Linked DNA regions of Bombyx mori: region 2 is linked to region 1. A link is a contact called in public Hi-C data. All regions are on one chromosome and are shown on one strand. Each heading gives the region's core, a stretch centred on a gene start, on an enhancer-like site or on the middle of the called end of the contact. The rest is flanking DNA. Distances are from core to core; before and after follow the strand shown. Region 1 holds the start of LOC101737049 (ATP-binding cassette sub-family F member 3). Region 2 holds the start of LOC101745706.

What was found. A called contact is a pair of places that touch in the nucleus more often than the background predicts.
Region 2: a Hi-C map of middle silk gland shows a contact between it and region 1, with 2.2 times the contacts expected there. The contact joins the promoter of LOC101745706 here to the promoter of LOC101737049 in region 1. A contact is called at or near these places in 2 of 7 Hi-C or Micro-C datasets (middle silk gland and whole pupa).

What each region holds. Positions count from the first base shown.
Region 1 is chr10:12,657,923-12,662,936 of ASM3026992v2, reverse strand. LOC101737049 (ATP-binding cassette sub-family F member 3) reads right to left here and starts at 1,951. Exons shown (of 12, transcript XM_038013166.2): 1 at 1,704-1,951; 2 at 1,113-1,218; 3 at 641-812. The coding sequence starts at 1,776. LOC110386901 (reticulocyte-binding protein homolog 2a) reads left to right here and starts at 3,812. Exons shown (of 4, transcript XM_038013388.2): 1 at 3,812-3,953; 2 at 4,054-4,152; 3 at 4,228-4,364; 4 at 4,517-5,014. The coding sequence starts at 3,899.
Region 2 is chr10:12,799,230-12,804,511 of ASM3026992v2, reverse strand. It overlaps LOC101745706, which reads left to right and starts at 2,608. Exons shown (of 7, transcript XM_012697567.4): 1 at 2,608-3,235; 2 at 3,449-3,585; 3 at 4,037-4,196; 4 at 4,613-4,822. The coding sequence starts at 3,086. It overlaps LOC101745855 (transcription initiation factor TFIID subunit 2), which reads right to left and starts at 1,207. Exons shown (of 19, transcript XM_012697554.4): 1 at 964-1,207; 2 at 837-891; 3 at 602-765. The coding sequence starts at 1,007.

The sequences.
Region 1 (5,014 bases), core at 702-3,201:
ACCCAATACATTGAGGCATTAATTCTGTTCCTAGTAATCCGAAACATTGAACAAATGCAATAGTTTCTAGATTATCTATTGGTTGTTATATTATAAGGTGAGATAAAGAAATATTCTCTAAACAGTAAAGGAAATAATGTATGTATAATTTCACAGTAATTTTATAATTTTAAATTACTTTTTTAACACTAGACACAAGAAAATCTATTGTTATTTCTTAATGTTCTTTAGTACCTATAACCTCTTAATAATTAACATATTCAAAATATTGAAACAAATGAAAATTAAATTTTACATTTTTGTGACATATTCATGATAACCACTACATAAAGTCCAACAGTTGAAACAAATTTTTACATTAACCTAAATACCAAACACAGTGTATTATATAACTTGTGGCTAATCATTATGTAGAGTTAGATCATTATTATTGTTCATAGTATTGTTCATAGATGCAATATAACCTAGAGACTTGGAACTAAAACGCAAGATTTCTAAGCAGAATGGTAGAACTTACTTAAGCTAGCACGTAATACAACCTACTGATATGCTACTTTCCTGTTATTTGTGTGTAAGTTATGTTATTATTACTTCCTCACATATTTTACCTATATAATATGAATAATGTTGTACCACTTACCAAACTATCATCCCTTGTTTGCATCCATATACTTTTGAGATCATCTGTGTCATTATAATTAGTCTGGGTCATTGAAGCTAAATGTATTGGTGCATCCAAAATTTTCGTAGGCCCATTGTTCTTCGATCCTTTGTCAGGTTGTAACATGTGTAGAAGTTTTCCACATATGTCTCTATAAATATTTTTAAAATTACAAGCTCCACTTTAGCTTTCTGTGTTGAATAATATATGTGTTGAAAATATTTGTTGAGTTACATATACTTATATAATTATAATCAATATACAAAGTACTGTTTAAAATTTCAAATTTGTGTTGCATTTTGTTAATTTATAATTCATGGTTTAAAGCAATTAAAAATATATTTTGATAAAAAATGTACTGTTTAACTTGATGACCAATAATGAACAATTACAAAGAACTATTTTATTTTTATTCTCAATAAGTTTACTTGATCATTAATTTGTTACCTACTTAATGTCTTTCTCAGATTTCTCAGATATGCCTTGTAAAACTTCGCCAACGGCCTCAAAAATTTCCTCTGTGTCTTCAAACTCATCAGCGCTGTTGCACAAGATATCTATAAGGATTAACTGTGATGAATTTAGAGTCAATGAAGAATGTCACTCCTGTGTAAGCTTTAAACTTTTTGTATTATATTTTAATTAATTGTTATTATAACTGCTATAGCATCCAATTACTATTAAAATGACTTGATATCATATTACTATTAAACATTCACAAATTGCTTGAAACATAGAACCTGGAATCTTTCAAATATGATTTGCTAACAGAATTAAGATTGTGTATCAAGTTTAATAAATATACAAATAAAACTTCGACCTGTCTTCTCAAGGATGGCAGCAGTTTCGTCGTGGTTGGGACATAAAAAAAACTTATACTGTTTCGTTGATAAAAATATATTTCGGGTTTCTTTATTAAAATATAAATTTTTATCGGGCTTCGTTTCATGATGAGTACAAATTATTATGATTTTTACAAATTTATTAAATGTATTTATTTATTATTTCATTTCATTTTATAACCTATAGGACAAAAACATACCTTCCACATATTTCATTAATTCGTCATCGATCAATGGAAACTGACTCTTGATGAAGTCTCCACAGCCAGCCATATTGATTACAAAATATTTTAAACTTCCTAATCTAAGTTTACAACATCTATGTTAATTTTTTTACTATAGTGGTGAATTTATTGCAAACAGCACCCAAAATCCAGTGAAACTCGAAGCACATCCAATACTCGTTTGCTCTACGTCACGTCACTACTAATGTCAATTGTTTTTTTCAAAATGGTTTTTTGTCCTTTGGTAGCTCGATTTTTTAGCCAATTTTGCAATCATTTCTGATGACCTCTATATTCAATCGTAGTAGACGGACTTTTATATTTTTTTCCTAAATCCTTTCATTACACTTAGAACACAGCGTTTACGTGCGTACTCCCGAGATTTGTGCACTTTCAAATATCAGATGGTGGCTAATACCCTTTGGTTACTTTATGAGTAATTAGCATCACATAACTTATCAGTCAAGTTAATGCACTAAAGTTCATCATTAATAACGATCTTAAGCTCAGAAGTGATAAGTGAATAGTATTGGATGGATTGAAAAACATTTAAATTGTATATTGAAAATAAAGATTAGTTTCCATAAAATAGACTTAAACTTAGATTTTAAACAATTCAGACCAGACAGAAACCACAAATAGTCTAAATACATTATAAGAAGGTAATGTTCTCGTTACCACAACGCGATTTTAAATACTTTAAGATGCATTATCACATCATAAGACGTGAGCCCCACTTGATGGTGTTTTGGACATCACTGTATTAGCCTGGAGTAATATCACTTAATCAAAGAGTATTTATTTATTATTAATATCAATATTGTCTATTTTATAGTCAACAAATAGTTTCTTTGTTAGTTTCTTCGTTACTTTAACGTGATAGAACTTATATTAACATATTTTTCTGTCGTTTGGTCTGTTTACATATACCTGCAGAATTATGGAATGGACTTTCAAGTAGTGATAGACAGCGATTAATTTGGTGCATAATTTTGGTGCATTAATTTGGTGCATTACTTTGGTGCATATCTCTAATAGTATCGTCATATACGAAATTTACTTTACATCTTAACGTACAAATCGCCAAATAAGACGTAATCTGATATGGAAATAGTTTGAATCCTGTCAAGAATATAGGCTATCATTCATTCCAATTGTGCTCACGCGATATTACACTTAGGCCATGCTGCAGGCGAAGAGCTAGTGAGGAAAAAGGAAACAAAACTTAGAACGAACATAGCTTAGACACGCAAAAAAGATCAATCTGAAAATCCATGCACAATAAAACCGAGGTGATTTATTAAAAAAATGTAATTAACTAGATAATACTTGTTATAACCTTCTTTTCCATAATCTATTATTTAAATTATAGTTCTAACATATTGTTATTTTACCATCTATCATTATTTTATCTTAGTTATGTCTTGAAAACCTTGTTTATAATAAACTTCGAATTCCTGTTTTTTCGTTTATTTCATATTGCGTTGATGCAAGATTTAGATAACCGAAATCATGTGGCCAATAACAGTTTTACGATTATTTAAATAAAATAATATATACTTATTCAGGAGTGCAATGCTTCGTTTCACTCTATCAGCTTTTTATTGAGATCGATTCATTGGTAAAAATAACGATCGATGAAACGATTTCAGATCTCATCCCTTATTCACATAGATTTATTAAACTTTCTTTAGGTTTAAATGTGTAATAACGGTGGTTTATTAACTATTTAGTATCTGTAAAAGTGCACAAATGTGGGAAAATGAAAGAAAGCCACTGAACGTAACTTCTCAGGATCCTCCAAAAAGTCAACTGCAAAAGTTTCAGTAAATGTCCACAATTTTACTGAGATTAAATTTCATCCCATATCATCTCATCTGATATTAATCAACTTCATTTCATTTCATAATATAATTTTCTTATAAAAAAAGTTTTCATTAAAATTAAAATAAGGCTTGACCTAAAGGTCTTAGTTACCAAGTCATAATAAATAAATATAAAATATCTTTAAAAAAATTTCAAATTTGATAATTGTATTTTGTATTTTACAAAAAGGTAAAATGGTCAAAATAAGATACCGTATAAAAGGACGGCGAATAATTAACATATGAAGTTTATTCCACAAGCATAAATTAACTAAAAGGTCTGATTAAATTTATATCTAAATCAAAATGGATGAAAACATTCATAACAATGTAGCGGTCTTAGCTATTCTCGATAGTCAACGTAAGTAATGTAAACAATTTATAGGTACTTTATTCTTCAATCATACTAAAAAATGTTTTAAATATTTTAAACTATTCTACTATATTCAATTAAATTTTAGCTAATTTGTACAAACCAAATATGCCAGTTCCAACATACAATCACAATCAAAACATTAGCCAACAAGAAGAATCGGATGTAAATGAAATGAATAAGCAAAGTAAGATTTTATACTAATTATGAAATTTTCGTTACATCAGTATTTAAGTGTAGTTATCATATAAAAATTCCACAGATATCATTTGGACAAAAAATTCTACAATAATGTTACTAAATTTATACGAAACTAAAATACATATGTTGGATAATCCTAAGAAGAAATCAAAGATGTGGATATCTATTGCAGAAGAATTAAAATCATTAAACGTAGAGGTAATAGAACCTTGGTTTGAGTATGTACTGTTTAAGAGCTGAGTAAATGATTCAAAGGTTTTAAAATACTGTAAAATATTGATTGATATAATATATTCATGAAAATTAAAATTAAAAACAAGAAACACTTCTGAAGCTGATAATAATTACAGGTAACTGCAGATCAGGTCAGATGGAAAATAAATGCACTCACAAAAAAATATAAAGACTGCATTGACAATGGACAAGGAGCAGTATCTTTTAAGTATTTTAATGAGATGCACCAAATATTAGGCCGCTACAACGATAATGGTGGAAATTATAGATTGGCTTCTGGTGTTATACAAGAAGACGCAGAGAAAAGTAAAGACCGAAAGAACTTAATGAAAACAACAACTCCTTTTAGAAAATTAAGGGCAGAACGTAGAGCTAAAGTAGAATTAGATAAACAGTGGATAGAATACATTAAAAGACAAGAGGAACAAAAACAAATAAGAGATGAAAGGTATGAGAGGAGTTTGAGATTAAAAGAAGAGGAACTACAATTGAGAAGAAAAGAATTAGAACTGAAACAATCCATAGCTTTAAGAAAGTTACAACTAAGAGAAAACAAACAAGAAGAACTTCTTAAAATAGAACGAGAGAAATGTGCTTTGTTAAGGAAACTAGTG
Region 2 (5,282 bases), core at 1,359-3,858, 140 kb before region 1:
GGATATTGCTGCTTCAGCTTACAATCCACTGTGCTATGTCAATAACTTCAATTCTTTGTCAGACCGCCTCATTTCAGACTTAATCCTTCAGAGAAACTTGCCCACATGCTTAGTCACTCAGCTAGCTATGAAGAGGAGTATACTTGAAGTTACTCATCTGGATATTAGATAGCAATCACAGAACTAGGATGGAAGAGCTCTTACTATCTAACAGAAGAGTTAGCAAGCGAATTGACATTTTATCTAATAAAAATAACATTCATACCTTGATAGAAAGTTAATCAGGATATAACACTAAGACTACAAACAACAGCATTTTCAATATAAAATGCTTTCATCCAATAACATTCATATTGTGTACAGATTGCAGTTTTTAATGTCAATAATTTAAACTGTATTGGATAATTCTTTAATCTTATTAAAAACTTATTAGTAGATAAACTATACAGCGGCAGGAACACTCTTTCATCAATTATTCTACATCTCCATATTGCCACAGTCAATCTATGTTTTTTGCTCACTATCCTTATCATTCTTGATTTTTTTTTCCATTTTAGTCTCTTTTTACTTTACTATAAAGAGTAATAACTGAAAAACTTACGTATTTGGATCGGCTTGACATATATCCAGAAATGGGTCAAAGTACTGAAAATTTGCTTCATATTGATCATTTAAGCACACTCTATATATTCGAGATTGCTTCGCATTTAGACGAATGTAGCGTAAGTTATCCTTAAGGGGAACGACAGTAAGTTCCACAAATCCCTGTAGATAAACAAAAATATTGATGTAAATGTTGATCAATATCTGAATTTAAATAGGTGCTTTATACTTACAATAACGCTTCTTCTTTCAAAGCTTATTCCCGTTAAACTCAAAATTTGATGAGCTGTAAAGTAAAATAATAATTGCAATACCCGAATAAAATGTTGTTTATAGAATTAAAAAAGACATGATACTTATAATTTAAATGGGCGACAATTGTCGCCCGTACGTTCTTTTTTCATGATTTCATGTGAACAGTTTTCCTCTTATATCGATTATGTTCACGACTTAAAATTATTTATACATTTTAATTCCCAATTTATGAAGACTACAAATAATCCCATATAAACAACAGTTTATCAAGATTGTTGGTGGTTATTCAGAATTTAGAAGCAACAAAATTTGACAGTCTGAACGTCATTGATAGACACTATTGTCAAACTAACTATAGCCCATAGACCTATATAGTAGGGACACGACATATTGTTCTATACGTACAATTGCTTATATAAATAGCACCCATTTTGAAGGCACATACATAAACATATATCTATCTCTTTCTTACTCAGCACTTTAACTCGCAGGAAAACAATATAACAGTATTTCAGTGCGTACATAAAATGAAACATGAATATACGTAAATATCTCCGTCTCCGTCTAATGAGGCCGAAAATCCGCCATGTTTTGCGCGCCAAATGTCATTGTCACGTCAGTTCGGCCGTCTGTTTTGGGTTGTACATTATTTATTGACTATGATATCGATTTAATATGATTGATTATATAAAATTTCATAATTTATCATGCTTAAAACATACAAAAATAATAATTAAAACGTATTTTATAGGATCTCAAGAAAGTCAATGTCCTAAAACTATTATCTATATGTATTTAAATTCATTATGGAGCCCTCATCCGAAAAATCCATTTTTCGGTCGGAATCTATTGATCATGACACTAATCATAAATACCACTTTAAAATATGTCATCAAAACATATTTAGACATTCTGTTTAGATATTTCGGGAAAAAGGCTACCGACAAAATCTCTTCGGAACTATTTAAATAAAATAGTTTTATTCCGCAGTGAGTAAAACACTATTGTAAATTTGTTAAATATTTAATAATTAAGTGATTTTAGAGAGGAAGTCACAAGGAATGACGTTTGTAATTAATGAATAAATGTTCTGTAGGTGTTTTTTTTTTCACGCGGTCCCTTGATAAGTTTAAAATTTTAATCACTCTCAAGCGAAAGTGATTCAAATGGTGCGGCGCACCTTCCTTGGGGTGCGCTGCGGTAGTATGTTACGGACTTTAGAGTCAGGAAAACAATTAAAATAGATTGTAATAGTCTAAGAAAAACACGTACTCAAAATACGATAACATTTAGCATGCTAGAAATGGGCTGATGGCTTTGAACTACGCCATATCTTTATGTTTTGCGACAAACGACAACTTTATAAAATCAGTGTAGCAACTTTTAAAAATCATCATATCGTTTACTTGGCAAATTCGAAGGACGAACTTGTCTTAGATTTCACCCATCTAAATCATATCATATTTGCACATAACAATATACCTACTTACTTCCCATTAAAGTATAAATTCTACAAATAAATAATACTCAACAATATTTAAAATAAAATGAGCCAAGAACGTTTATCGATAAAACCTGATAACATTGAAATCTTTTGTACAGCACTAAAGCCGCCATGTTTTGTGGCCAGATGACGTCACAGTGGCACGAAATTTTGGTTGACGTTTCATTTCCATAGGTTTCCTACTTCATTGCTATAGCCACTTTGATTTAAAAGTAGGTAGGTACTCTGTGCTAGATGGTCCTTTTTTGTGCAAATAATTGGCCTATTATTGTACTACTCATTGGCCTACATTCTAATGAATATATACCACAGAAATATTGTTTATAGCAAAGGCCCTGTTCATTTAAAACATTAATTACCTAAAAACTCAATTTATACATCCTTTTTTACAGATAGTCTCGAAGTGTATTACCAACGCCGGAAATTAAACTTTGGTTCTTTTTTTATATTTTATTACCTATTAACGAGACCTTTAAGTGAAAACTTTGTTACTCGATACAGGTCATAGACTAATCAATGTACAACAGTGACAGTGCAGCACTATTAATGTCAAATCGAAAAAAAACTAAGCCATTGCGATAGCACGATCGACGATGGTATTTTTATAAAAAGACCGAGTTAAAGTCATTAAACAGAAATAATAACATAAAATTTGATATCCTTGAAAAAGCTATTGAGTGAAGTGATACAATAAAACCTTTCATATAGTATGTTTGTGTTTGAATGATCAAGATGTGGGACTTGCCATACTTGTCTTGTTTAGTTTTGTATATATTTTCATTTCAAGTTATTGTTATAAATTCTCGCACCTCTAATATTTGGAAATTGAATTTAGAAGAAGACCTTATTGTAGATGGCAAAACTTTGTCTCAAGTAAGTCTATTGAGTTTTAAACATTTATATAACTGCTGCACCAAATTATTCTTAACATACGTACATATTAGCCTTTCATTAAGTTGAACCATTTATTGTTGAGCTTGTTAGCCTTGAATACATAATTTCTTTTAGCAATATACAATTGATTAAACTCATTCATATATTGTAATACTAGTTATTGTCTATTTTTAAAATGTCAATTTATTCTAGGATGACACAGAAAAACCATTAAGTGAGGAAGACACCGTATTCAATATAATAACATCTACAGTTTACTACGGGAATACATGGACGAAACATGGATTTGATATGTTTTGCACAGATTGTCAGATTTATGAACAACAGAGGTAAGCTTTGTTGTGAAACTCAAATTAGTGGGTAATTAAACATATAATAGCTATTTTTAAAGCATTTTTCAACTATATATAAGCCTGAGCTCACTTATACTGTCATAAACTATGACCATTTATATTAATATTTATATTAGTTAAGTACAGAAAAATTGTTTTCAAAAGTGAAATGTATGAAGTTTAATCATTTTCTTTTTTAATACAACTTAAATGCTGAGTTTGAGTCCATAAAAGTGTTTCAAATCTATCTGAGCACTTTGAATTAAGGATAAGATTGGATATATAAAAATGCAAACAATGTACATTTTTTATACATGAATTGCATCTTGAAACATCAAATGCTAGTATACTTGATAACAATAATTAGTGAAAATAAAAGCTGTACTCTTAAAATTTCTTTAAAGCATCATGCTTCGATAATAATACAGTAAAACCTTTTTACACCTAGAGCTGGCAGTGAAACTAATGAAGATACACCACCATCAGAAACAAATGGGCACTCAGATGATGAATATTTAGATTGTGGCAAAGCAGTAAACTTCACTTACTATGATAACTTAGTTGGAGTTGCTAGACGACACAGACATCCTAATGTACCTGAACCACAGGTAAACAACATGATCAGAAGTATTTTCTTCAGTTTTTGTGAGTTATGGAAAATGGAAAGATATATATGTATATATTTAATCAGTGATGCAGTGGTAACTCAGAGCCCCTGACTGTGGTACCAAGGGTCATGGGTTCAATTCCCAAATCAGGCAATAATTCAATTATTATGATGAACAGGTTTGTTTGCACTTTTGTGGGTGTATTATCTTAATACACATAATGTATTAAACATAATTTGTGGTCCGAAGAGCATCTGTTATTTTTTGCCAGTTATTATTATAATTATTTATGTTGAATTGTGTAAAATTAATTAGATGTAACACATAATCTTTATTAACTTGTTATTTATATCCAACACGTCACTGAATACTGCTCTTTCAATATATTTACATATCATAAGTGCCATCTCTTTTAGGTTGCATTGATATTCACAAAAAAGAAAAATGGAGTCACGGAATTTGATATAAATTCTTTAGAGAAACGTCTAAAGAAGGCGAAAAGAGAAAAACCCAAATCAGTACAGTTATACAATCAGATTGGCAACTTTTGGAGAATCAAAGGAGACACTCGACAATCGATAGAGTGTTTCCGGCGAGCACTAGCAGTGGCACCTTACAATGCTGAGGTAAGAAATATATGATATACAGTCAAACCTGGGTAAGCGAGAACTGGATAAGTGAGAAAACTCTATAAGGGAGAGTAATAGCCAGGACCCGTCATTTTAAGCTCCCAAAACCTCTATTAGAGAGAAACAGAAACCTCTGTAAGTGAGACTGCTACTTACCTATACCTCTATAAGCGACAGTTGAGCTTTATTTATTTATATTATTTAGGAGGAACAAATGAAAAAACAAATTACGAATTTAACATCTGCTATTTTATGACTCATTCTTAACTTTTGTGGAACTTCCTTCTATTGTTTTTGAATTGTTTTCTCGTCAATATTGAACCTATTCTATTTCGTGGAACTAAATAACGTTGTTATTTTATCGCATTCTTTTCGAATGGACACCTATGCCTCTGCACCGTCCTGTTTGTCGGACTTACTCAGTTTATCGTTAATCAATTGCGAAGGAAAGTTCTGT